Linked DNA regions of Mus musculus: all the other regions are linked to region 3. The links are chromatin contacts, called in public Hi-C and HiChIP or PLAC-seq maps. All regions are on one chromosome and are shown on one strand. Each heading gives the region's core, a stretch centred on a gene start, on an enhancer-like site or on the middle of the called end of the contact. The rest is flanking DNA. Distances are from core to core; before and after follow the strand shown.

Region 1 (5,441 bases), core at 731-3,230, 140 kb before region 3:
CAAAATGATATTTTCAGACAAAGCATAGCTGTGTCAAGTGCATCAGTCTGCCTGTGTTCTTTTCCTCCTAGCCACCCTGCTATCCCTGAGAGTTCTCCCAGAGTTTAAGAAGAAAGCTGTATGGACCAGAGCGTATGGGTGGTGACAGTCACAGGACCCAGCAACATTCTCCATGGGAGGAGACAGACCAGAGAAACAGAAGCTTTTTAGGACTGCTATCTGAGATCTATGAAAAGTGATCCTCACCATTGGAGGTCATGAGAAGATGGCTACATACTGACATCTCACTGTGTGCGTGGCCAGGAGAAGGGTGCATTCCTTGGGTACCTGGGCATTTAAAACTGAAATAGAACATGACTTCTATATGGACAGAGTTCATTGTAAAAGTTATCTTTTCTTTGTGAAAACTAGAGTATATTTTCTCTCCCTCAAGTTCTAGTAAAATAATCTTATGAGTTTTGTGCAATGTGACTTTTATTTTTAAGTGTGTGGGAAGATTTTGCCAATGAAAGCAAACCATACAGGTGACAAGGTTGTGATAATCTATTTTCCATGAAGCTGTGTCATTGAGTTTTATTCTTGTTGATAAAACCCCCACTTAAGAGAACTGCTAGGCACATTCCAATCACTAGGCATGATACTGACTGGTACCCAAGTTAAACTCATCAGTGATAGGTAGAATTCCCATGCTGGGTTGTCATGAATACACGTGAAAGTTATCCAATTCACAACATTAGTGGCCACAAAGGAGGCTATTAGTTCACAAACCAAGAAACTCATGGTTGGTCTGATAAATCCTGATGCTGTGGTCTCTTTCTCTGGAGAGCATGCCTCCTACTTAGCAAAACGTCCGCCAGCTACCATTACCAAGACTAAAGAACAGTTCTTTCCCCCACCGGCATGGCAGAATCAATACTGGGCAGACTCTAGGAATACACGTAGGTCTTTTAACAAGTATTGGGTCCCTGACAGGTGGGATATACTCAGTGGTTAGGCCTAAGTCAGGTGTTGACCTGAGTCCTGGACACAGAGGAGGTAGCCCCAAGCAAACTTGAACTGGGTTTCCCTGGGAGAAAGATGATAGGATGCTAGACCAGCAAAAAGGGATACATGTCTCCTCAGAAGATCAATCTTTTTATAAGACTGAAGATCTCTCCACCAGAATATTAGTGACCTAAAAGCTTAAAGTATTAGTGGTCTAAAGATAGTATCATGATTTCAGCTCTGGCATTGGCTAGAGACTCAGGCAGCATTATACTTTTGATGCTTGTTGATCATTGTGACTTCAACTGGGGCCCAGTCTTCAACCAGTCATCTGAATACACATACAGGGGATCATTAGGAAGGAAAGTCATGGCACCAAAGTCAGGCACTTTTGTGTCTTCCATACAAAGACAAGTGCCTGGCCTTTCACAAACACAGAACTGCTGACATTCACGGGTGGCATGTATCTTCTTGTTGTCCCAAAGGGCACTGAGTTACAGCAGCACTACTGGTTCTAGTTTCCAAATATATAATTCCTTCACAGATTGGACTACAAGGAGATAGTTTAAGCCAAGAGAAAAAAGAAGGTAGAAGCAATGTATACCAGCTTTTCTTCTCCTTCCCATATGCACTGTTGTGTATGTCCTACCAACTAGAGACTGAAAGTCATCTAGCATTTACTATTGGGTACCAGATTGTGAAAACACTAGATGTTTCGTTTTGCTTAGCTTGTTTGAAGTCTTGCAACAGTACCATGGGGAACATTGTTTTCGGCTTTAAAATGGAGCAAAAATATCTATTTCTACTGCATCAGACATCTTGGCTCCCACTTTAAGGTGCACATCTGCTAAGAAAAACACCAGGCCTTTGGCACAGGGAAGCCTGAGAGTAGTGTAACAGACCAGGTTTTTCTGCATGCATTAAAGTGCTCTGGATTCCAGAGTACCTTGGAAACACAGGAGACAATGATTAGTGAAGAGGAAGTTGGCACTGGAGACATTTTCTCATTGTGAATCAGCAACCAAACATTTGCTGTTGCCCAAGGAATGCACAAATCTGCCTAGACTTCATATTTCAGATTTTCCATGTCTTTTCAGTCCGGTTTCTTCTCAAACCTGGTGTTTCCTCCTGCTCTTCACAGGAAAACAGAAGTTTACAAAAAGAAGGAAATAAGGTAATCCTCAGCCCTCACTTTCCGAGCTCTTGGTTTTGAGCAGTCATGGATGGACAAGTCATGGGGTTGTCTGGCTATTGGTCCGCTAAAGAATCTTCGTTGCTAGCACTAAAGACTAAATTCAAAGCTGTGCCACTGAAATTATAATAACCTCCCTCCTGATTACCTGTGTGACCCCAAGTAAGAGGTAAATTGTTCGGTCTAGATGTTTCACTTTTTTTTTTACACAAACAGGAAGCTGCTTCTTTAGACCATGTCCGTAACTACATAAAGGAGGGTTTTGTTACAAGTCTTCTCCTGTCAGCTTTTGAAAACACAAGTTGCCAAGACACAAAGTATTTGGGCATGCGCCTGTGTAGGGTTTAAGCTACTGTATGCATCTTGGAAGTATCCAAGCATAGACTGGACTGGAAAGGTGTACATTTGGCACAGATATGGGCATCTATGCAATTGTCTAAAATCATGTTACAGTCATAATAACTCCATAGTAACCAAAGGGCCACCTTCTCTATGGCCTGGCCACACAGCAAGGAGGCATCCATCTGCATCTCACGCTCAAAAGTCACTTGCCACTTGGCATCCTGATGTTAAGCCTTTTCATTTCTAGAATCACTCAATTTAGTAATATTTTGTTGCAATAAACCAGACTAAGTGAGCAGTAGTTAAGGTGAGGCAGTGCTGTATGCAAAGTGGAGAAGCCACTGGGAAATTAGTGAGTAGATGGTGGAAGAGTTTGAAGATGCTGAACTCATCATCTTAGTCAGAGCAGATAAGTAGCCCCTATGCATTTGAAGAGACACCTCTGATCATCTGTGATGCAAGATCACCTCTCAAAAGAGCTCCAGGGTGCATTCTGTCAGATCTAAGAAGTCTGATTGTCTTTCTATCTCTACTAGCTACAGCTCAACTTAGCAGTGTTTCTAATCGAGAGGCTGACCCAGTCTACAGTTTATGCCTATACTAATCTTACTATGTTGGCTAACATCTTGCTCTTGTACATCCAAGTCTCCCAAACCCTAAAACATACATTTCTGTAGTTTTGACAGCCAAGTTTTATAAGGTAGGGATGCGCTTCATGACACAGCAGCAACCTGAACTAAGATACAGGAAGATGCTTAATTTTCTGGGTATATGTAATGTTCATGGTTCTAAGGGCAGGGGAATTTGTTATCTTAGAATCAGAGGGGACTCTTTTACCTCATCCCCTTCATATAAATCTGTTAGTTGCGAGTGCAGAAGTTAATCAATTGGTTTCTCAAGTCAATTGAATTTACTCCAGTGAATCTATCTCTCATTAACATTACAGGAAAACATTCAGAGTTTTCAAACTCATTATAAATGTAACTTGTATAAAGCCCGCGGCCCTGGTGAAGCAGTGTCTGCTGCACCTTTGGGGATTTGTTCTTAAAGCTCAGGAGCTTTAGAACACGGGACCACAGTAGATTTTTTTTTTTTTTTTGTCCAGTTCTATGTTTTTTTTTTTCGCTAGCAGATGCCCAGTGTTGTATTTGCTGCAGCTTAGACCACCAGTCCATCTTCTCACCTGTTCGACAGGCTACCTCACACGTTCTTCTGTTTGACAGAAAAAACTCGGAGGAAGTCTTTTCTTTCTGTATAAAGATGGCTGTAGGTGAAATACATACCTATAGTGCAAAAAGAGTAAGGTTGGTTAATCATTTATCTGTAAAGATCCATGGTTTTAGGATACAGGCAGAGGGTTGTTTGAATTCTAGGAGCAGCCACAGTTAACAAGGAAGACTCAATTAGAGCACATGAACTGTCCAGATCTTATACAGGAAGGCAGTGCAAGCAAACTCATCCTACTCACTCACTCTAAGGCAGGGTTCCCCTTCCCCTCCACCCCCCGTTGGTAGCGTTCATCACTATCTCTAAGCTATCCCCCCCTCCTTTATTTGTATGTGGTATCCTTATACTTGAGAGCTGTTATCTCCCAGATATGATTATTATCTTGATAATTTGTGAAGGGTAGAGGCAGGAAAATGTAAATAATAAAAGTCTTTTCCCCACTCTCCTGGAAAACATTTAATCGGTCGAGCTTGTTCAAATATAGTTTTCTATTAGCCCACCCTACCTCCAATTAATTTACTTTTAAATAACTTTACTCTTTGATTTCAGGTTTTCTGTGTTACTGTACCTATTAGTGGGTTCAATGTGATATTTCCACACGTGCATGAGAGATGCATTCATCAAATCTCACGTCCCTTCTGCTGGCTTCCAGCCCCACATAATTACTAATCAACTTTCATGTCAGTTCTTAAATCTTCACACATAAGCAAGAACATTATAGCTGCCCTTGCTTAATGTGCTCTCTGTTTCTCTTCGTTGTTCTGGAATAACAGAAATTCAGGCTTTGTGGCTAGATGACCCACTGTGTGAGCATGCAGCATATTTTCTCTATCCATCCATGCTGACAGCCTCCAGGGCCCCACATCTTTCTATTGTGAAGAGTGCATTCTTTTCCATACGCTGCTAACTTCACTTCCTTTTGTCCTCTCTTTGGGGCAGTTGGATCATATGGTAGTTCTATTTTTAGGTTTTTTTTTTTGAGGAACTTCCACACTGTTGCAGGAGTAGCTGCACTAATTTGCATTCCTAACAACAGTGGTTTCTTTTTCTCCACATCCTCACTAACATTTGTTTTTGTTGTTGTATGGTTGATAGCCAGACATTCTGACTGAATCTGTTGCCCTGGTGGTTAGTAAAATGGAACATTTATTTCATAGTTCTTGTGTGTGTGTGTGTGTGTGTGTGTGTGTGTACTTTGTAAGTATATTCATATCACAAACACATTCTAATTGTACTACTAATTTCATATTGAATTTCTGGGGTCTCTATACCTTCTGAAGACTTGGCAACTGTTTTCTCCCACTCTGTAGGTTTTTTCCTTTACTCTGTTATTTGCTGTGTAGAAGGAACAAACTAAGGAAAGACTGCCAATTTTCACGATTGGCAGAAGTCATTAACTTTCCTTAGTGCTCAAAGTAATCTAGGGATTCGATGCAATCTCCATCAAAACCCTGTTGTCATTTGATGTTTGTGGCTATTTGATGTCATCTCATTAATTCTTGCTTTTGTTCTCTGAGATATTGGTACCTCATTCAAGAATTATCATTTGTACCATATCGTGAAGTCTTTCACTGGTACTTAGAGTTTCAGGTCTTATGTTAAGGCATTTGATAGTTTGAGTTGATTTCTGTGTAGGGTAAGGGTTGGAGTCATGTGTCAGTCTTCTGTGTGAGTGTGTGTGTATGTGTGTATCCTT
Region 2 (5,743 bases), core at 1,885-4,384, 230 kb before region 3:
AAGGAAGGCCTCACGTCCAGAGCAGGACAGTGCAAAGTTCTGTCAGACTGCTTAGGACGGTGCGTGGATTCAAGCCTGCAAACCATTTCTTTATGGGATTTTCAGTTACTTATCAGACCGTGGTTGACTGTGAGTAACAGAAATCCCAGAGTGAAACTGCAGTTCAGGATGAGCACGTCCCCTTCCAGGTCCATCAGTTATGTCTACCTTAGATCTCCCCTTGCTTCTGCCTTTGTTGTCCTTGCCGCTGTTTGGTTTGGTTTGGTTTGATTCTTCCTGGAGCCTGTTTTGCATTTTTCTAGAAGTTTCTTCGAACTCTTCTTTGTATCTCTGGAAGTTTTTCCTGAGAATTTCATTTGTTTATCAATTTAGTGGGTGGTGGACCTTTAGTTTGCGTCTGGTTTCTGGTGGTCGTATAAACATTTTTATGATGATTCCTCACTGAATTACAAAGATATTTTTGTGTTGACATCAGTTTTTTTTTTCTGATGCCATTTCCCTTAAGTAGAGAAAGAGCCAAGAGTGAGGTTGTTGGGGTATTTGGTAATTAAACATAGATTGTAGGCTGTATCCCATTGGCTGTCTGCTTGTAGCTGCCCCTGTGATATAAGAGTTCTCTGCCTGCCTCCCTGCCAGTAACAGTAATGGGTATGTTGTTCATTTCTGCACTGATGAATGGTGTCTGGCATCTTTTCACTTTTCCATTTGTCATCCTTAGTTTTCCATGATGCATGTGATAGTTTCACAATTTTTTCCCCTGAGATTTCATTTTCTAATGGAAGGGTTTTACACGTTCTGGATATAAAATGTATGTTAGAGATGGATTTTGAGAATTCTTTTTTACCTAGTACTGTCATTTCCTTAAAAATTGCTGTATTTTAAAAATGAAATTTTTAATTTTGAAGATTCTAAGTTGCCATATTTTTCTTTTTATGCCTTTTATTAAAAGTCTGAAACAATAGTGTCAGGCTTTGGAGCCTCCCCTTGAGCTGGACCCCACTTTGGACCTATCACTGGACCTTCTTTTCCTCAGGTTCCTCTCCATTTCCATCTTTGCAGTTCTTTCAGACAGGAGCAATTATGGGTCAGAGTTGTGACTGTGGGATGATGGCAATCCCATCCCTCACTTGATGTCCTGCTGGAGGTCAGCTCTACAAGTTCCCTCTCTCCACTGTAGGGCATCTTGTATAAGGTCCCTCCTTTTAATTCCTGAGAGTCTCTCACCTCCCCGGTCTCTAGTATATTCTGGAGGGTCCCCCCAACATCTTACCTCCTGAGGCTGCCTGTTTCCATTCTTTCTGCTGACCCTCAGGGCTTCAGTCCTTTTCCCTCTCCCAATACCTGATCAGGTTCCCCTCTCTCCATGCACCACATCCTGTCCACTTTCCCTCTCAGGTCCCTCCCTCCTCCATCCTGTGATTGCTTTCTTCTCCCACCCAAGTAGGACTGAGGCGTCCTCACTTGGGCCCTTCAGCTTGTTGATCTTTTTTAGTTCTGTGGACTCTATCTTGGGTATTCTGTACTTTTTTTGTGGGGGAGGGCTAATATCCACTTCTTAGTGAGTACATGCCATGCCTGTCTTTTTAGTCTGAGTTACCTCACTCAGGATGATATTTTCTAGTTCCATCCATTTGCCTGCAAAACGCAGAATGTCCTCGTTGTTAATAGCTGAGTAGTATTCCAGTGTGTAAATGAACCACTTTTTCTGTATCCATTCTTCTGTTGTGGGACATCTAGGTTGTTTCCAGCTTCTGACTATCACAAACAAGAATACTATGAACATTGTGGAACACATGCCCCTGTGGCATGGTGGGGCATCTTTTGGGTATATTTCCAAGAGTGGTATTGCTGGGTCTTCAGGTAGATCTACTTCCAATTTTCTGAGGAATCTCCAGATTGATTTCCAGAGTGGTTGTACCAGTTTGCAATCCAACCAGCAATTGGAGCACTCACAAAAAGGGAACTATCATGACTGTCCTTAGAAAGACCCAGCAAGCAGCTGAAAGAGTCAAATGCAGATATTTGCATCCAATCAGTGGACAAAAGCTGCTGACCCCTGTGGTTGAATTAGGGAAAAGGTGGAAGAAGCTAAGGAGGAGGGCAACCCTGTAGGAGGACCAGCAATCTCAATTAACCTGGGCCTCTGAGATCTCTGACACTGGACCACTAACCAGGCAGCATACACCAGCTGATATGAGGCCCCCAACACATATACAGAAGAGGACTGCCGGGTCTGGGTTTAGTCAGAGATGCACTTAGCCCTCAAGAGACTGGAGGCCCTAGGGAGTTTAGAGGTCTGGTGGAGTGGGAGTGGGAGTGGGAGTGGGAGTGGGGGGGTGGGGACATCCTCATGGACACAGGGGTGGGGGTGAGTGGAGGTGGGCAGGAAGGAGGTGTGGGATGTGGAACAGTTGGAGGGTGGACCAGGAGGGAAATAAAATCTGGAGTTATGAATAAATAAATAAATAAATAAATAAATGATAAAAATCTGAAGCAAGATTACAAGAGGTTTCCTTTTCTGCTTAATTTAATTTTTATTCATTAATTTTTAAAAGTAAAAGCATAATTCACATATTGTAAAACCCACCCATTTTATATATACATTCAAAGTATAGGATTAATTTGGTGTGGCTACAAGGTAAAGTGTTTGACGTTTGTCCTTGTGGTAGCCCACGTTGGTTCTGTGCTGCTTCCTTTGCAGGTCAGTTTTTCCTGAGTCAGCGCAGCACATTTAGTGTACTTACTAGTCAGCTTGTAGATAGGCTCTGTTTCCATGGAGAAGTTTTACACTTTTACTTAAGTACCTTGGTCAAAAATCACCTCCCCATGCATTTTCCCTCTCTCCCTTCCCCTTCCCTCTTCCCTTCCCACCCACCCTCCCTCCCTCCCTCCCTCCCTCCCTCCCTCTCTCAGTCTCTTCCTCTTTCTTGGATATGTGTGTTTTCTATTTGTTACGATTTCTGTACTTTTACCCAAATCATATATCTTAATTATTGTTACCTAGCAATAAGCCTTGAATTGAAATGGTATCTAGGCCCTTTGCTTTTCTATATAAACATAAACACAGCTTTAAGAATTCACATGCTGGCTCTGATGTAGATTATAAATATATCAGTTCCGTAGGCCACTTGGCAGGAAACTGAAATAAGGAACACCAGTCTCTCCACTCATGAACAATGTAATCTTTGCATTTAGTTAGGTTAACATTTTGTTTGCATATTTTAAATCTTGCAGGCGTTTTGTTACATTTACTAACCATTACATTTTGTAACTAGGGTTCATTCTGTTTGATTTTCTGCTTATTGCTACTGTGTAAAGACAACAAGATTTTGCTTTTCTACCTTAACTCTAGCTGAATAGTAAGGCGTAAGGTCCCATAATCTCACCTACTTAATATTCCTCTTTGTTTCATTGACTCCTTTGTGTATTAAAATTCATTTGTTCATTCATTCATTCGCTCATTCATTCATTTATTATTTTCATGTATATGTGCATGCCTATATGAATCTATGTGTACTAGATGTTTGCAGGAGAGGACAGAAGAGGACACAATGTCCTGTGGAACTGGGGGTACATGCCACAGTGAGCTACCGTGTAGGAACAGAACTCTGAGAGAGCAGTAAGTGCTCTTAATTGTTGAACCATCTCTAGCCCCTCTTTCTTCCTTTTTCTTTGCCATATGATGTTTAGAATCACTGCGCTGATATTTCTGAAATAACACTCTAGGATTTGATTAGAACCTCACTGGAATACACGGTTAGGGTTGAATCTTCTATTTATAAGCTTAGCATATCTCCCCATTTATTTAAATTATTGGTCTTTCATAGTATATAGTTTTTCTCATGTTGATCCTGTAAGTATTTCTGTACATTTATACCCACACCTTCCATTTCAGGTGATATTACTATGTCACTGAGTCTCACATTTTAATATTTATTTATTCATTGTAGATATAAGGGAAAGCGGTTGGGTTCTGTGTATTCTTGTATAAACTAGCCTTGCTGAGGTGACTAGTTCCTGGATCTTTTGGCCAATTTGTTTGAATTTTATATGTAAATGCCTATGTTGTCTGTGGCAGAGGCAATTTTTCTTTCCTTCCAGTATATGTTAAACTTTTTGTTTCTATCATATTACATCAGTGGGGACTTCTGGTATGATGTTGTAAAGAACTGCTGAGAATTGACATATCTGCCTTGTTCTGATCTTTTAAAAATAGCTTTCAGGTTTTTGCCATGTGTATTCTATGGGATTCTTTTGGCTTGGGGTGTTGTGTAGATTTTCCTTGTCAAGCTTGGACTAAAACTTGGTTAAACTAGTTGGAAGTTGAGTTCCACAAGCGCTCTTTTCCACAATATTGATCTGATGTGTGATCTCTCCACCGTACATTCTTGAATATTGACCCACTCGCACAGGATAAATACCACTAATTGTAGTGAATAAATTTTTTAAACATTGTCAGACTCATTTTGCTCATGCTTTTGAGGAGTTTTGTCTTTACGTTTATGGGAAATATTGTTCTGTGGATTTCTTGTCAGTGTCTTCGTCTGGTTTCGTCTGGAATGAGGAAGTGTCTGCTCCTGTCTTCTCTAAGAAGCACCGAGAATCAGAATGATGGCGTCCTTAAGTGTTTAGTAGCAGTTAGCTATGAGCACATCTGAGACCTACACTTCTATTCTAAACAGCTAGTAGCTGTTTAAAATTTTGTTTTTCTTAAAAGGTGTAACTATTCAGATAATGTATTTTTCATGTGAACTTTGTGCTTTTCAAGGCAGTGGTCTGTTTTCTAGGTAGTTAATTTGGGGCATTGAGTTTGTACATGGTGTTCTTCATTACTCTTCTAATTTTTGTAGGGCCTAGAGTTGTATCTTTTCTTTATTTTATTGTTTTTTCTTGTTTGGTTTGCTACAGGTTTATTGTATTCGTTTAACTTTTCAAAGAACCAGATTTTAGTTTTCAATTTCAACTACTACTGTTCCAATTATTCTTTTATAATGATGTGGGGCATATGTGCTCCAGAGCACATACAGGTCACAGAACAACTTGATTCTCTAACTCTTTTTTTTTTTTCATCTGTTTCTTCTTTTCTTTCTTTTTATTATATGCTTTCTTTATTTACATTTCAAATGTTATCCCTTTTCCTAGTTTCCCCTCTGAAAATCCCCTATCCCCTCCCCATTACCCCTGCTCACCAACCCACCCACTCCTGCTTCCTGGCCCTGGCAGTCCCCTATACTGAGGCATAGAACCTTCACAGGACTAAGGGCCTCTCCTCCCATTGATGACCAACTAGGCCATCCTCTGCTACATATGCAGTTAGAGCCATGAATCCTACCATGTGTTTCTTTGATTGGTGGTTTAGTTCCAGGGAGCTCTGGAGATACTGGTTAGTTCACATTGTTGTTCCTCCTATGGGGCTGCAAACCCCTTCAGTCCCTTGGGTCCTTTCTTTAGCTCCTTCATTGGGGACCCTGTGCTCCGTCCAATGGATGGCTGTGAGCATCCACTTCTGTATTTGTAAGGTACTGGCAGAGCCTCTCAGGAGACAGCTTTATCAGGCTCCTGTCAGCAAACTCTTGTTGGCATCCACAATAGTGTCTGGGTTTGGTGGATGTTTATGGAATGGATCCCCAGGTGGGGCAGTCTCTGGATGGTCCTTCCTTCAGTCTCAGCTCCTTCCATGGGTATTTTGTTCCCCCTTCTAAGAAGGACCGAAGTATTCACACTTTGGTCTTCCTTCTTCTTG
Region 3 (6,040 bases), core at 758-3,257:
AGAGTATTCTGCCCTGCTTTATAGCCAGGAGTGAGAGGCCACTTCCTGCATCCTCAATGTATAGTGGGTTACAGTGTCTAAGTTTGTGTAAGTATACTATGTGACGTTGGGACAAAGACAAAGTCATGAAATTATGCATCCTTTGGGTCTTATTCTCATGCTTAGGTGAAACATGTCTCTGGAACACAGTATACTTAACCTGTCAACAAGACCAAGGGAGTCTTGAAGCATTTGTCTCCCTGAGAGTAAACACCTATCTCACATAAGGCAAGGGCCACAGGATGCCAGTATACTTCTCAACAAAAACTCACATCCCTGGAAGAATAGGAGGGCGTCCTCAAAGGTTCAAAGGGAAAACAAGCAAGATAATAATACAATACCTGGCCAAGATGTCTTTCATAAGTAACAGAGATAAGGAACTGTATTTCATACAAGCACATTGATAAAATACTCTCCTATGGGAATAGCCTACAGGGAACTACTAAGTGGCAACTTTCAAGTTGAGATGTAGCAACATATGAACATTTAAAACTTAACAGTAAAGGTAATATAAATACATATCCATGGTCAAGGTACTCGGATACCATAAGTTAGAGCGTAAAGTCACCACTTTGAATGCTAGTTAAAATGGTAGAAGGGAAGTTAGTAAAAACAACTATGGCTATAATCATTAGTCAGTTGACACACACAGTATAAACAGAAGTAAAATATGATGTCAAGAGCATAGTTTAGGGCTTGATGCGAAAGCAGGGCCTCGTTAAAGGCAATTGAAATTAAGCATCTGTTACATGAAGTGAGCATATCCTAACTATTAGATATTTTATGTAAGCCTTGGGCTAACCAGGAAGAAAGATAAATCAGTAAGAGAGATACAAGGAGAAAGGAAAATACCACAAAGCCTCACTAGGAAGATTGTCACCAACCACAAAGGAAGCCCGCACTGTTAAAAGAAAGAATTACTAAATCCATTAACTGAACTTCAATAGCTGGTATCTCTAAAAATTGGCTATTTGAAGAATTATTTAAAATTTAAGAATTTCAATCCACTGATGTAAAAAATGTAATATGCACTTGAAATGCTTTTTTAAAAAAATAATGAGAATGTATTCACATGACAATGTAATGAACACCTGTGTACCAGCCATTCTGTCTAAAAATAAATAATTTATTGTTAAAAAGGGGGGGAATTAAAAGAATGCAAAACGAGATATGCCAATTTTCTGCTACTCTTACACAACGGATTATTTTACTTAGCATTAAAAGTAAAATCATAAAATTTGCGTGTATACTGATGGGGCTAAAGAAAAGTTATTTAAAGTGAGGTAACTCAGGCAGAAAGACAAATATATACTTGTATGTAGATATTAGCTGTTAAAATAATATTAACCAAGCTATTATAACCAGTAGAACTGCAAGAATAGGTATGCAGCAAGGGATTGGGGAAACATAGATCTCCTTGGAAAGGGGAATAGAATAGAGAGCTATGGATGAATGGTGAATGGTGGTGTGTGTGTGTGTGTGTGTGTGTGTGTGTGTGTGTGTGTAGAATGGAAGGATCAAGTTGGGGAAGGGTAAATAGGGGAATGAGTGACGGGAGATGGGGAGAAGACAGCTAAATTAAGGCCCATTTGATAGTATGGGGGCAATATAGTAGAAGCTTCCTAAAATATTTACATATATGAAGGCAACCTAAATGAAATCGCCAAATAATGGGGGAAACGGGGCCCCAAATGGACATCTCCACCCATATGTGCTAGCATCTTTGGTACAGGAAAGTATTATGTATGCGCAAAGGAAAACAGTAAAACACCAACCCAGCTACAACTCCTTTGATCTATGGTGTCCGCCAGCAAGCTCTGTTAGTACAATGGTGGCACGGAGCTTGTGAGAGTAACCAACCAGTATCTGATTTGACTTATGGACTGACACTCAAGCAAGCTCTGGCTCCTAGGACGTAGGCTCAGTCAGGTGACGCGCAGTCAGCAGGGGGCGCGCTCCCATTCACTGCTCAAGGATGCAAACCCAACGATTCCTTTCACTTTCGGATCTTCACGTCACTCTGACTGGGCATTCAACTCCACCCCCAAAATATTCCTCGAGACACAAATTCAAAACTGTGTAGAGCAGTTTTTTGTTTTTGTTTTTTTGTTTTATTAAGAACTTTTGCTTTTCATTCTTCATAGAGACAGAAAACTAAAACTACAAAGAGAAGAGAAACACCTGCCACCTGCGGGACAAGCAGAGAGTGGAGGCAGGAGAATTACTGTGGCTTTGGCTGGATTCTGAAATGGATTCTGCGAAGCTGGAGGGGCTCAAATGGGAGGGATAGCAGCCCTGCAGTGCGGCTCCCAGCTGCTCCTGTGACAGAGGAAGTTTGACCTTTTCCAGGACTTGTCCCAAAGGTCTACGGAATTTCTCTTTTGGACAAGAACGGACGGCAATGCTCCATCAATAAGCACTGTTCTGGAGGTCTGAAAAACTCAGTAGAAGGCACGTTGACTGCCACAAGATCATCCTATGTGCCTTGATTGGCCTTGAACGCTATAGTCTCTCCCGGGCGCTGGGAATAAGGCATGTGCTGGCATAGCCTGCCTGGGTTTCTGTTACCAATTACTTTAAGTCTGAGTGTATATGGTTATTAAGTTATTTCTCTTGACAGTCTTCTTTATCAATGGTTGCTGTTATATAGCGTGCATAATAGTATTTCTCTGCTTAATATGCTGTTTTGTTCTTTATTCTGTGAGGAAGATTCTTTCTTATTTTTTTTTTTCATCCATTTGACCATATATCTTACTCCTTGATTTATCTTAAAATTCGCCAGGTGCAATTAGTACTATTGAATGATTAACTAAAGCTCTCCACTGCACACCAGTTCTAAAGTCACAGTGTTAAAACACGGTGTCTTAGTTCAGGTTACCATTGCTATGATGAAACACTGTGACCAAAACGAACTTGGGGAGGAAAGGCTTTATCTGGCTACTGCATCCTGAATCTGTTGAGGGGAGCGAAGGCAGGAACTCAGAGAAGCAGGAATCTGGAGGCAGAGACTAATGCAGTCCACGGTGGAGCGTTCCTTTCTGACTTGATCCTCACAACCTGATCAGCATGATTTCTTAGAGAACCCATAGGAATTATTAGACACTTTCGGTGATGAGCAATAAGTGAACAGAGAACATGTTTACTAACCACACTAATAAATGAGATAATGTGGAAAATACTGTATTATCAGCAGGCAAGATGTACCAGAGGATAGACATGGGGGGAAATAAAATCAAATATTCCAGGAATGGCGGACACTAACAGAAAGCAATGTACGTTTTACTATCCTAGATGGAAAACCCTGGTAGAATACAAGATTGAATGTTGAAACATTTGTACTGAATGTACTTCAAGTCAGAAAGAAATAAGGTTAGGGAGAGGCTTAGTCCTCTGATATAAACATTCCATCATCAAAAGAAGAAACAAACTCAGAACTAAGAACCACACAGCTCTTGGTACACAGGTAAAGTAAAAACAAAACAAAACAAAACAAGAACAGCAAGAACAACGACACCAGCCCAGACATCAGTCAAAACACCACTAGTTTTTAGAAAATGTATATAGCAAGGATTAGAAATTAGTCATGAATAAATTATGCAAAAGACCAACACAAAGTCTGTAATGATTCATGAGGAGCCTAACAGTAATGTTTAAAAACAGAACTGAATTTGAAAAGCAAATACTTATTGAAGCTTATTGTAGAGTAATATTAATTAGCATATCAACAGGTTAACTATACTTTGGAAATTAAATAATTATTTAAATACAATGCTTTAAACGTTTGTGGATTCGTACTAATATGCCTGGTATTTGTTTTCAGAAAACGTATCTAAAGACAGAAAAAGAACCTTCTGGAGACATTAATCCACATTCTTCTCTAGGAGCCACTTCCCCAGATCCCCTCTCCCACCCAGGTCTCTCCCTCCATCTGCCTTCCATGATCACTCCATCTCCCTTCCAAGTGAGACTCAAGCACCCTTGCTTGTGCCCTCCTTACTGTCCAGCCTCTTTGGGTCTGTAGAGTATGGTATGGGCATCCTGTATTTTATGGCTAATACCCACTTATTCATAAATACATACCATGCATATCCTTTTGGGACTGGGTATCTTCACTCAGGATGATATACTCAAGATCCATCTATTTGCCTGCAAAATTCTTGATGTCTCTATTTCATTGCGTAGTTGTACCACATTTTCTTTATCCATTCTTCAGTTGAGGGACATCTAGGTTGTTTCTAGTTTCTGGATATTATGAACAAAGCTGCTATGAGCATAGTCTTTGTGGGATGTTGGAACATCTTTTGGGTATGTGCCAGGAGTGGTGTAGCTGAGTCTTGAGGTAGAACTAGTTGCAGTTTTCTGGGGAAAAAAAAATTGAATTCCAAAGAGGTTGTGCAAGTGTGTGTTCCCACCAGCAATGGAGGAGTGTTCCCCTTGTTCAACATCCTTACCAGCATGTGCTACAACTTGGGTTTTTGGTCTTAGGCATTCTGACAGGTGTAAGATGGAACTTCAGAGTTCTTTTGATTTGCATTTCCCTGATGGCTAAGGACTTTGAACATTTCCTTAAGTGTTTCTCAGCCACTTCAGATTCCTCAGTTGAGAATTCTCTTTTTAGCTCTGTGCCCCATTTTTAATTGGGTTATTTGAGTTGTTGGTGTTTAATGTTTTGAGTTCTTTATAAGTTTTGGATATTAGCCCTCTGTCAGGTACAAGGTTGGTGAAGATCTTTTCCTACTCTGTTGGCTGCCTTTTTGTCCTATTGACGTGTCCTTTGCCTTTTAGTTCCATGAGGTTCCATTTATCAATCGTTGATCTTAGAGCCTGAGCCAGTGGTGTTCTGTTCAGGAAATTGTCTCCTGTATATTATCAATATGATAAGCCACAATAACAGATAAAGTACAAATGAATATTTGTTAGTGTTACTTAACATTAAGACTGTCACTTTTAGCAAGATCTTACTAAAGCAAATGGTGATGATGTATGTGACATATCAGATTCATCAAGAAGAATCATTTCAAGATAAGCCCAGGCCTCCATCCTCAGCCTCTCTTGCAGCTCTGCTCTCCTTATTTCCATGATGACATCTCCTAGGCTTGCTCACTGTGTTTCTTTTTGCTAGAGATGTGCTCCCTGCAAGTATTTCCTTAAGGCCACTGCATGGGCAGATTCTTGTTCTCCCATCACCTGTGCTGAACAGGTCTCCAGGTCTTGTGTGCAGGAATGATAGCTCAGGACTTACTCTCCACATCCCATGCTCCTGTCTCAGTTCTCCCATCTTGTCTCTTGGTTCTCAAAAATCTGTTGTATGAAAACAAGTCATTAAATCTAGTTATGAAGCACAATATGGCCATACATATTTTCTGGGCAAGGTGATAGTATGGAGCTGCTTCATAGCATGTTTTCCATTATGTAATTGTAAAAGTTATGGAAATTACATTAAAATGATCACCAGGGAAAGTATATTGGAGGTCATGTCTGGAAGATGTTAAGCAGTCACACCAAGAGACAAGCTTATCAAGTAATCACCATTCCCCTCCCAGAGTCCACTTCAGTTTTAAGATCTGAAGGTCTCCTTGCTATTCTTAGATTTTCCCCAAATACACAGAGCACACGTGTCTGTCCCTATAAAACCTAAAAGTCCTTTACCTCTTCCTGTGCTCCCTTGAGGACTCAGACACAGGAACATTCATGTGAACAGGCTCCTCATCCAAAGTGATAGTGACAACTTTCTCCTGACCATAGAGTCAAGAGACAGGACCTGAAATCAGAGAGGAATTTGCAAGTAACAGCTTACTCTTAGTAGCTCATAGTAGGAGCTGATTAAACTCTAGGATTTTCCTTGGCAACTCTACATACAGATGCACATTGTCTTCCTCCCTTCAAAGTCCTGCTGATTCAAAGGGGCTGAAAGGTCAAGAGGCCCTAGATACTGAGCTATGCCCCCTATAAAACACAGATCTTACTCCAATAGGAATAAGAACTAGGTTATTCTGCATCA
Region 4 (5,785 bases), core at 2,699-5,198, 170 kb after region 3:
TTTAAAAAAAACCACACACACAAAGTATGAAAATTCTGTCAATGCAGAAATCATGAAAAGCATTAAAATGAGTCAACACTTATGGGCAGTTAAGTTAAAGTTCAGAAGCCAGAAGCCGAATCCTTTCACTTTGTCTGAATTACATTAAGGGACTGTCAACAGCACTCTGGCACTCTCCCAGGACTAGGTGTGTGTGTGTATTTTTTTCCTTCAGTTGAACAATTTTCCCAGGAAAGTACATATTCAGTATCACTCATTACCAAGGGACACTATAATTCCATTTATCTGATAAGTTCCCTTTAAGATTTTCCCATGTAATTCTCAGGCAGAAAGTATTCCCACAGTATTGAAGACTGAAGGTCTACTTTAGCACTGCCTTAAAGAAACCAGCTGACTTCTTAGGGGATCTGAGCTGGTTCTATTTTTGAGTCAAGGCTAAAAAGGCGTAATTCTGATTTGATGCAGAACAGGGTGTATCTGTTTGCTCAGATCACAGCCTTGAGGCAGCTCACACATTACAGGATGCTTACCAGCTACCTCAGCACCAAAAAAAAAAAAAAAAAGAAAAAAAAAATCATTCAAAATCACATAATAGGCATGTCAGAGTGACTGAGGCAGGAGACTAAACTTAAAATCCTGGAGCTTTGTTGAGAATGCTTCTATGCCTTCCTTAACTCCCGATTTTCACAGGTAAAAGTTAATGATAAAAAAAACAACAAAGACAAAAACAGTTCTTTGAAACTTGCTTTCTGCTAAATAAGCATGTAACTACAGACTACAGAAAAACTAATTAAATTTCATTTAAAGAAAAAATTCTATTAAATGACAAATTTGGCTGTCAATTTAGTTTGTTGTAGCCCTTAGCTATCTAAATTCGGTTTAAGACTTTAGACACGGACTCTCTGGTATTGAATTCTCATTGAAATAAAATTAGCTGCTTTCTGGAAGAAAATATAAGGTCATTTTCACAACAGTTGAAGTTTCTATCAAGTCTAAAAGTTTATGTGTGTACACAAATTTTTGAGTGAGCATGAATATCTGACTAGTGTACACACCTATTATTTTTTCTCCAGTGAGAGAACAAATCCTGACCTGTTTCTTCTAGTTAATATTGTTACTATTTCTGTCTACCTAGGAAACTTCAAATATTCTAAGACTAATCACACAGCCTAGACAACAGATTGTCCAAAACTATCCAAGAGGGAGGTAGCTGTACCTTGGCAATCTTTATATTAGGTTAGAACAGGGGACCTCCATTTAATGTTTCAGTCAAATCAAATGTTTTAATTTTTAGTATAACAGACATAATTACACATTTACTAAGATCATCTATAATTTGACACATGTAACACCACAAAAAAAAATCTAATTTTCTATGTATCTTTTTTACTTGTTAAAACAGCTGAATATATTTAATACTTTTCAAAATGCACTTGTATAGCCATTTACTAAACAATATCAAGCCAAACCAAAAAAAAAAAAGGGTCTAAGTTACCTTTTTGTCTATTAACTGTAGCAATAAGGAGAAACAATACAAGGGGATGAACAAGACCACCCATGATACACTGAAAAGGTATTACACCTTGGATCTAAGAATGATCTGAAGGTGCTGAAAGAGGTGATTCTCTAGAAGGTGACCCAGGGTTTTCTTCAGGTGGAAAAACTGTGAGAGTGCAAGCCCGAATGCCACCCAGCGACTCAGGAAGATCAAAAACTTTATGCCACTCGTCTTTTTCTGGGTCATATTTCTGGACAATTTCTACCATGCACCGGTTATTCCAAGAATATCCACCAACAACATAGATTTTGTTTTCAAAGACTGCAACTCCAACATCACTCTGACCTCTCAGCATAGCAGCAATTGGTGTCCACTGGTCAAGAGTTGGCGAATAGTATTCGCAGCTTAGGACATCATCATAATCACTTGTTCCTCTGAAGTGGTTGCCACCGATGACATACAGCTTGTCTCCAACTGTACACATGCAATGCAGACCTCGGACTGTAGTCATAGGAGCCTTCTGTGTCCATTTGTCTGTATCTGGGTCAAAACACATGAGCTCATTTTGGAAAGTGTCATGAGTGATTCCTCCGGAAATATACATTAAACCCCCATATACTGTTCCAGCATGGCCATAGTGGGGTTCACTCATCTTTGCAACGTAGCTCCATTCATTCATTCTTGGGTTGTAACATTCTACTGTGGCCAGTTCACCAGCTGCACTGCGCCCACCAACTGCATATAAATGTCCTTTGAGGGCACTCAGGTGAAAGAATGTGCGCTTTTCGTTTAATGATGCCACCTGCATCCACTTATTATAACGAGGATCAAATCTGAAAACTGTATCAACAGCCGTTTTTCCTTTTGTATCATAATTACTCTGGCCACCAACTACATAAAGGAAATTTCCAATAACAGCAATGCCATGCTGGTATCGAGGAGCATCCATGGGCGCTAACGACTTCCACTCCTGCGCCCTTTCGTCGTACATTCGTAACTCTTTACTGACAACTAGCTGTTGTCTCAAAACTCCTCCTAAGGTAACCAAATGAGTAGAATCAGATCGAATGGCAGTTCTGTCCGACTGCATCACCGGCTGCATATACGGCATCATTTGGTAATTGCTTGCTTCCAAAAGTAAATTCACACAGGTATTGTCTGTTCTCATGAAATCTACTGTCTGCACATAGTTGATGAGATCCTGTGGTGTCATCAGTGGAAAGCGAATATTCTTCATTAATTTTGCGGCATAGTCCATCCGAGGGTCTTCCAGCCTCAGCCAGCGGCAGGCTGCCTTGAAGAGCTCAAGTTCCGAACAGTGCTTGAGACTATTGCTGGAAAGCACAAAGGCAAGCCGTTCAAAGGGGAGTTTCAGAAACTCCCCAGTATTCAACAAGGCAGGAAAGTTCTTCAGGATGAAATTATTTACGTATTTATCCACTTCTATAAGATTGTAGGTGTTAGCAATCCGGCCAACCTCCACACAGTTATCCAAAGAGACGCCTGATATAAGAAATACTTTACAAAAATCCAAAACCGGCAAGATCTGTAGAAAGCTGGCAGCTTCAAGAGTGTCCTGAAGATTGTCCATATTAAGAGACAGTTTTGCAGTATAAATAAAATCAATGATTTTCTTCAGACCAACTTTGTTCACCCCATGAAGCTTGATGCACATCAAATCTTTCTCTTTCATTCCTCCAGTGAACATGGCCTTGAAATAATCACTGGCAGACGCCATCATGGCTCTATGAACCGGGAAGATTTCCTCTCCATCGCCAGGTACCAGCGTCACGTCACAAAGTAGGCCCTCTATTCTGAGCTGATCAAAGCCTTGCAATACAACCGAACTGTGCGTGTTGCTGGTAAAAAACCGCGTAGTTCCAGACTTGCAAGGCTGCAGGTGGGCAGAGACGCCCATGTCGCCGTTACCCAGAGACACCTTCATGGGAGAAGCCGGAGCTCGCTGCGAGCTGCAGGCCGCAGACGTTACAAAGAGAACGCTCTCGGGAAACCCCGGGGCCGCCGAACCAAGGGCAAGCAAGCGGTCGCCGCAGCACCGCTCTGGGCACACCGACGTCCGCCCTGCAGCAACAGCAGCACGCACCTCAAATCTGCCAGGAGAGCGGGTGAGTCATCACCCGGGGCAGTTACGTGACCGCTTCACCTCCTCCGGTCCCGGGCTGTCGTCCTTCGCCGCTGCGCTCAGGGCGGGGGAGGGGCCGTCACGGCCTGCGCACCCCGGCTGCCGCCCTCCAAGGCTCAGCCACCCCAACGAGCTGCGGCCGCGTCCTCTGCGATCCCCGCTGTGTCGTCGCGGCTACGGACTTGGCTTGGAGCAGGGCCTGGAATCCCGACTTGGGCCTAGAACGGCGGCCTAGCACCGAGAGCCAGCCCGACCTTCCGGAAAGGCAGAATCCCAGGATCCCCCGGGCTAGGAGCGGCTGCACAGCTAGTGCGCTTGCGCGGCTGAGCTGGCAAGGGGGCGGTGGATGGGGGCAGGGCGCGGGCGGGACTGGGGGCGGGGTTCCGGCCGGCCAGCGAGGCCGGTGCAGGGTCCATTATGTAAGCTTGTAGGAATGCGCGTGCGTGTGCTTAAGCTTGCTTTTCAAGAGCGCGTTCTTTTCAAGATTTACGCTTAAGGTCTTTGCCAGAGCAGCAACGAAAGGCAACCTTTGTTCAAACACAAGAAGCCTGGCAGAAGAAATCATTGTATCGTTTTATTTATTTATTTTCTTCAAGAACAGTTTTACAGTTTGCGTCACACTCAATTAAAAATGTTGATTGTAAAAGGTTTTTTGTTTGTTTGTTTAACATTTAAGACACATGAGATTTAACTTGCCACTAAATTTTGGTCCTAATGATACATTTTTTTAATATTTGGCAGGAGAGATAATGCCTTCATAAATACGGTTTTCAGGGTTTTGTTTTCCAAACACTATTTTTAACTGGCTACAGTTTTCCAGTAGTTGAGCATGTTATAGTTTACTTTGTCCACTGTTTTCATCAGTGTACAAATGTCCTCCATTATCTTATGGACTCTGTAATAAGCGCAGATGATTTGAACACAAAACGTTATCCTGATTTGGATAATGATAATATTTGGTAGAATATTCAAGTCAATGTTTCCAAAATAGTTACCCTTTGCGTTTCCCTTGTGTTGAACTTTGCTTTTATAAGTATTTTTTATTAACATGCAGTTCTCTAGCTACTGGCAAATTTTAACTTTGATTTGAGAATAAGTATATAATTTGCCGTAGTTCTCTGTTCTCGAAGTTCCAAATCCTTCTAGCGTTTACTTGTATGCAGACTAAGAATATACTTACATTCTTATGCTCCACTTCCTGGCTCTTTTCTAAATGGCATGTATCCTACTGGATTTTTTTTTTCCAGTTCAAGATTTTCCAAAATTGGTATATAGAGAGCTTACTTACAACCTGTTGATGACCCCAAAAAAATGTATGTAATTTACTTAACTATAGGTGATTAATCTTCCTTTATTTCTCCTTCCTTCTTCTCCCGGTGGTTTCCGGCCAATTGCAGCAATCCCGGGAAACTAGTAGAACAACATTCTTTTCCCCAAACTAGTAGAACAACCTGTGGTCGTCGTTCCTTCCCCCCCCCCCCCCCAGGTGCCCTGTTATACCAGAGCTTTGTTGAAATGAGAATGGTCTTGAGAAGTTCTTCCCAGGAGCTAAGTTCTGGGAGGCTGCTTGGTTCAGGAGTTGGGGTAAGCCTTTCCTGAGTGGCTCTGACATGTCACCTGGCTGTGAAGAGGCACTTCCGAGAGATTAATTTCTACCTGTAGGGAAAGAAAGAACAAGATCACTTCCTGAGAAGGTGCCAGAGCAAACTTCAAGACATCGGTCCTTTCCCTACTAAGCTAGCAAGGTTAATGAGAAACCAGGCATGAACATTTATGGTTATTAGGGACACATGCTCCTCATATTTCAATGGTTTATTTTACATTTATTTTTATGTTCATTGGTGTTTTGTCTGCATGTATGGCTATGCGAGGATGTCAACTGGAGTAACAGGCAGGTGTGATCTATCCTCTAGATGCTTGGAACTGAACCCTGGGTCCTCTGGAAGAGCACCCAGTGCTCTTTACCTCTGAGCCATCTCTCCAGCCACCAACATTTAACTATTTTAAAAGATTATTTTGGGGGCTGGTGAGATGGCTCAGTGGGTAAGAGCACCCGACTACTCTTCCGAAGGTCCAGAGTTCAAATCCCAGCAACCACATGGTGGCTCACAACCATCCGTAACAAGATCTGACTCCCTCTTCTG

Evidence for each region. A called contact is a pair of places that touch in the nucleus more often than the background predicts. HiChIP or PLAC-seq counts read pairs in DNA pulled down with a chosen protein or histone mark.
Region 1: a Hi-C map of bone marrow-derived macrophages shows a contact between it and region 3, with 2.7 times the contacts expected there. The contact joins two enhancer-like sites. A contact is called at or near these places in 1 of 15 datasets of contacts at CTCF or cohesin (the NIH/3T3 cell line), 6 of 484 Hi-C or Micro-C datasets (LSK cells, bone marrow-derived macrophages, embryonic fibroblasts and 3 more), 1 of 115 datasets of contacts at active chromatin or transcription factors (bone marrow-derived macrophages) and 2 of 9 other capture datasets (adipose tissue and liver).
Region 2: an H3K4me3 HiChIP or PLAC-seq map of bone marrow-derived macrophages shows a contact between it and region 3, with 4 times the contacts expected there. The contact joins two enhancer-like sites. A contact is called at or near these places in 7 of 39 promoter capture datasets (the 3T3-L1 cell line, 3T3-L1-derived adipocytes, the HPC-7 cell line and 3 more), 1 of 15 datasets of contacts at CTCF or cohesin (pro-B cells), 53 of 484 Hi-C or Micro-C datasets (the 3T3-L1 cell line, 3T3-L1-derived adipocytes, the Ba/F3 cell line and 38 more), 2 of 115 datasets of contacts at active chromatin or transcription factors (bone marrow-derived dendritic cells and bone marrow-derived macrophages) and 2 of 9 other capture datasets (adipose tissue and liver).
Region 4: a Hi-C map of memory CD8 T cells shows a contact between it and region 3, with 7 times the contacts expected there. The contact joins the promoter of Klhl9 here to the enhancer-like site in region 3. A contact is called at or near these places in 2 of 39 promoter capture datasets (the C10 cell line and pre-B cells), 2 of 15 datasets of contacts at CTCF or cohesin (CD8 T cells and the NIH/3T3 cell line), 3 of 484 Hi-C or Micro-C datasets (CD8 T cells, memory CD8 T cells and muscle stem cells), 4 of 115 datasets of contacts at active chromatin or transcription factors (the SCID.adh cell line, bone marrow-derived macrophages, effector CD8 T cells and 1 more) and 1 of 9 other capture datasets (adipose tissue).

Annotation. Positions count from the first base shown.
Region 1 is chr4:88,410,546-88,415,986 of GRCm38.p6, forward strand. Focad (focadhesin) reads left to right here. Exons shown (of 44, transcript NM_001081184.1): 44 at 72-466. The coding sequence ends at 145. It overlaps Hacd4 (3-hydroxyacyl-CoA dehydratase 4), which reads right to left. Exons shown (of 7, transcript NM_025760.5): 7 at 3,410-3,801. The coding sequence ends at 3,719. Among named protein-coding and RNA genes, the nearest start is that of Hacd4, 26 kb to the right of the region's middle. Within about 2 kb of position 1,981, at least 22 of the 459 cell types and tissues checked have an H3K27ac peak or open chromatin away from gene starts, as enhancers often do. A contact at or near this core is called in bone marrow-derived macrophages and muscle stem cells, where this site is marked.
Region 2 is chr4:88,312,372-88,318,114 of GRCm38.p6, forward strand. All of the region lies in intron 21 of Focad (focadhesin), which reads left to right. Among named protein-coding and RNA genes, the nearest start is that of Hacd4, 120 kb to the right of the region's middle. Within about 2 kb of position 3,135, at least 1 of the 459 cell types and tissues checked has an H3K27ac peak or open chromatin away from gene starts, as enhancers often do. A contact at or near this core is called in bone marrow-derived macrophages, where this site is marked.
Region 3 is chr4:88,548,379-88,554,418 of GRCm38.p6, forward strand. No RefSeq gene overlaps it. Among named protein-coding and RNA genes, the nearest start is that of Ifna15, 6.8 kb to the right of the region's middle. Within about 2 kb of position 2,008, at least 74 of the 459 cell types and tissues checked have an H3K27ac peak or open chromatin away from gene starts, as enhancers often do. A contact at or near this core is called in CD8 T cells, the SCID.adh cell line, adipose tissue and 3 more, where this site is marked.
Region 4 is chr4:88,718,560-88,724,344 of GRCm38.p6, forward strand. It overlaps Klhl9 (kelch-like 9), which reads right to left and starts at 3,949. Exons shown (of 1, transcript NM_172871.2): 1 at 1-3,949. The coding sequence starts at 3,443. The coding sequence ends at 1,590.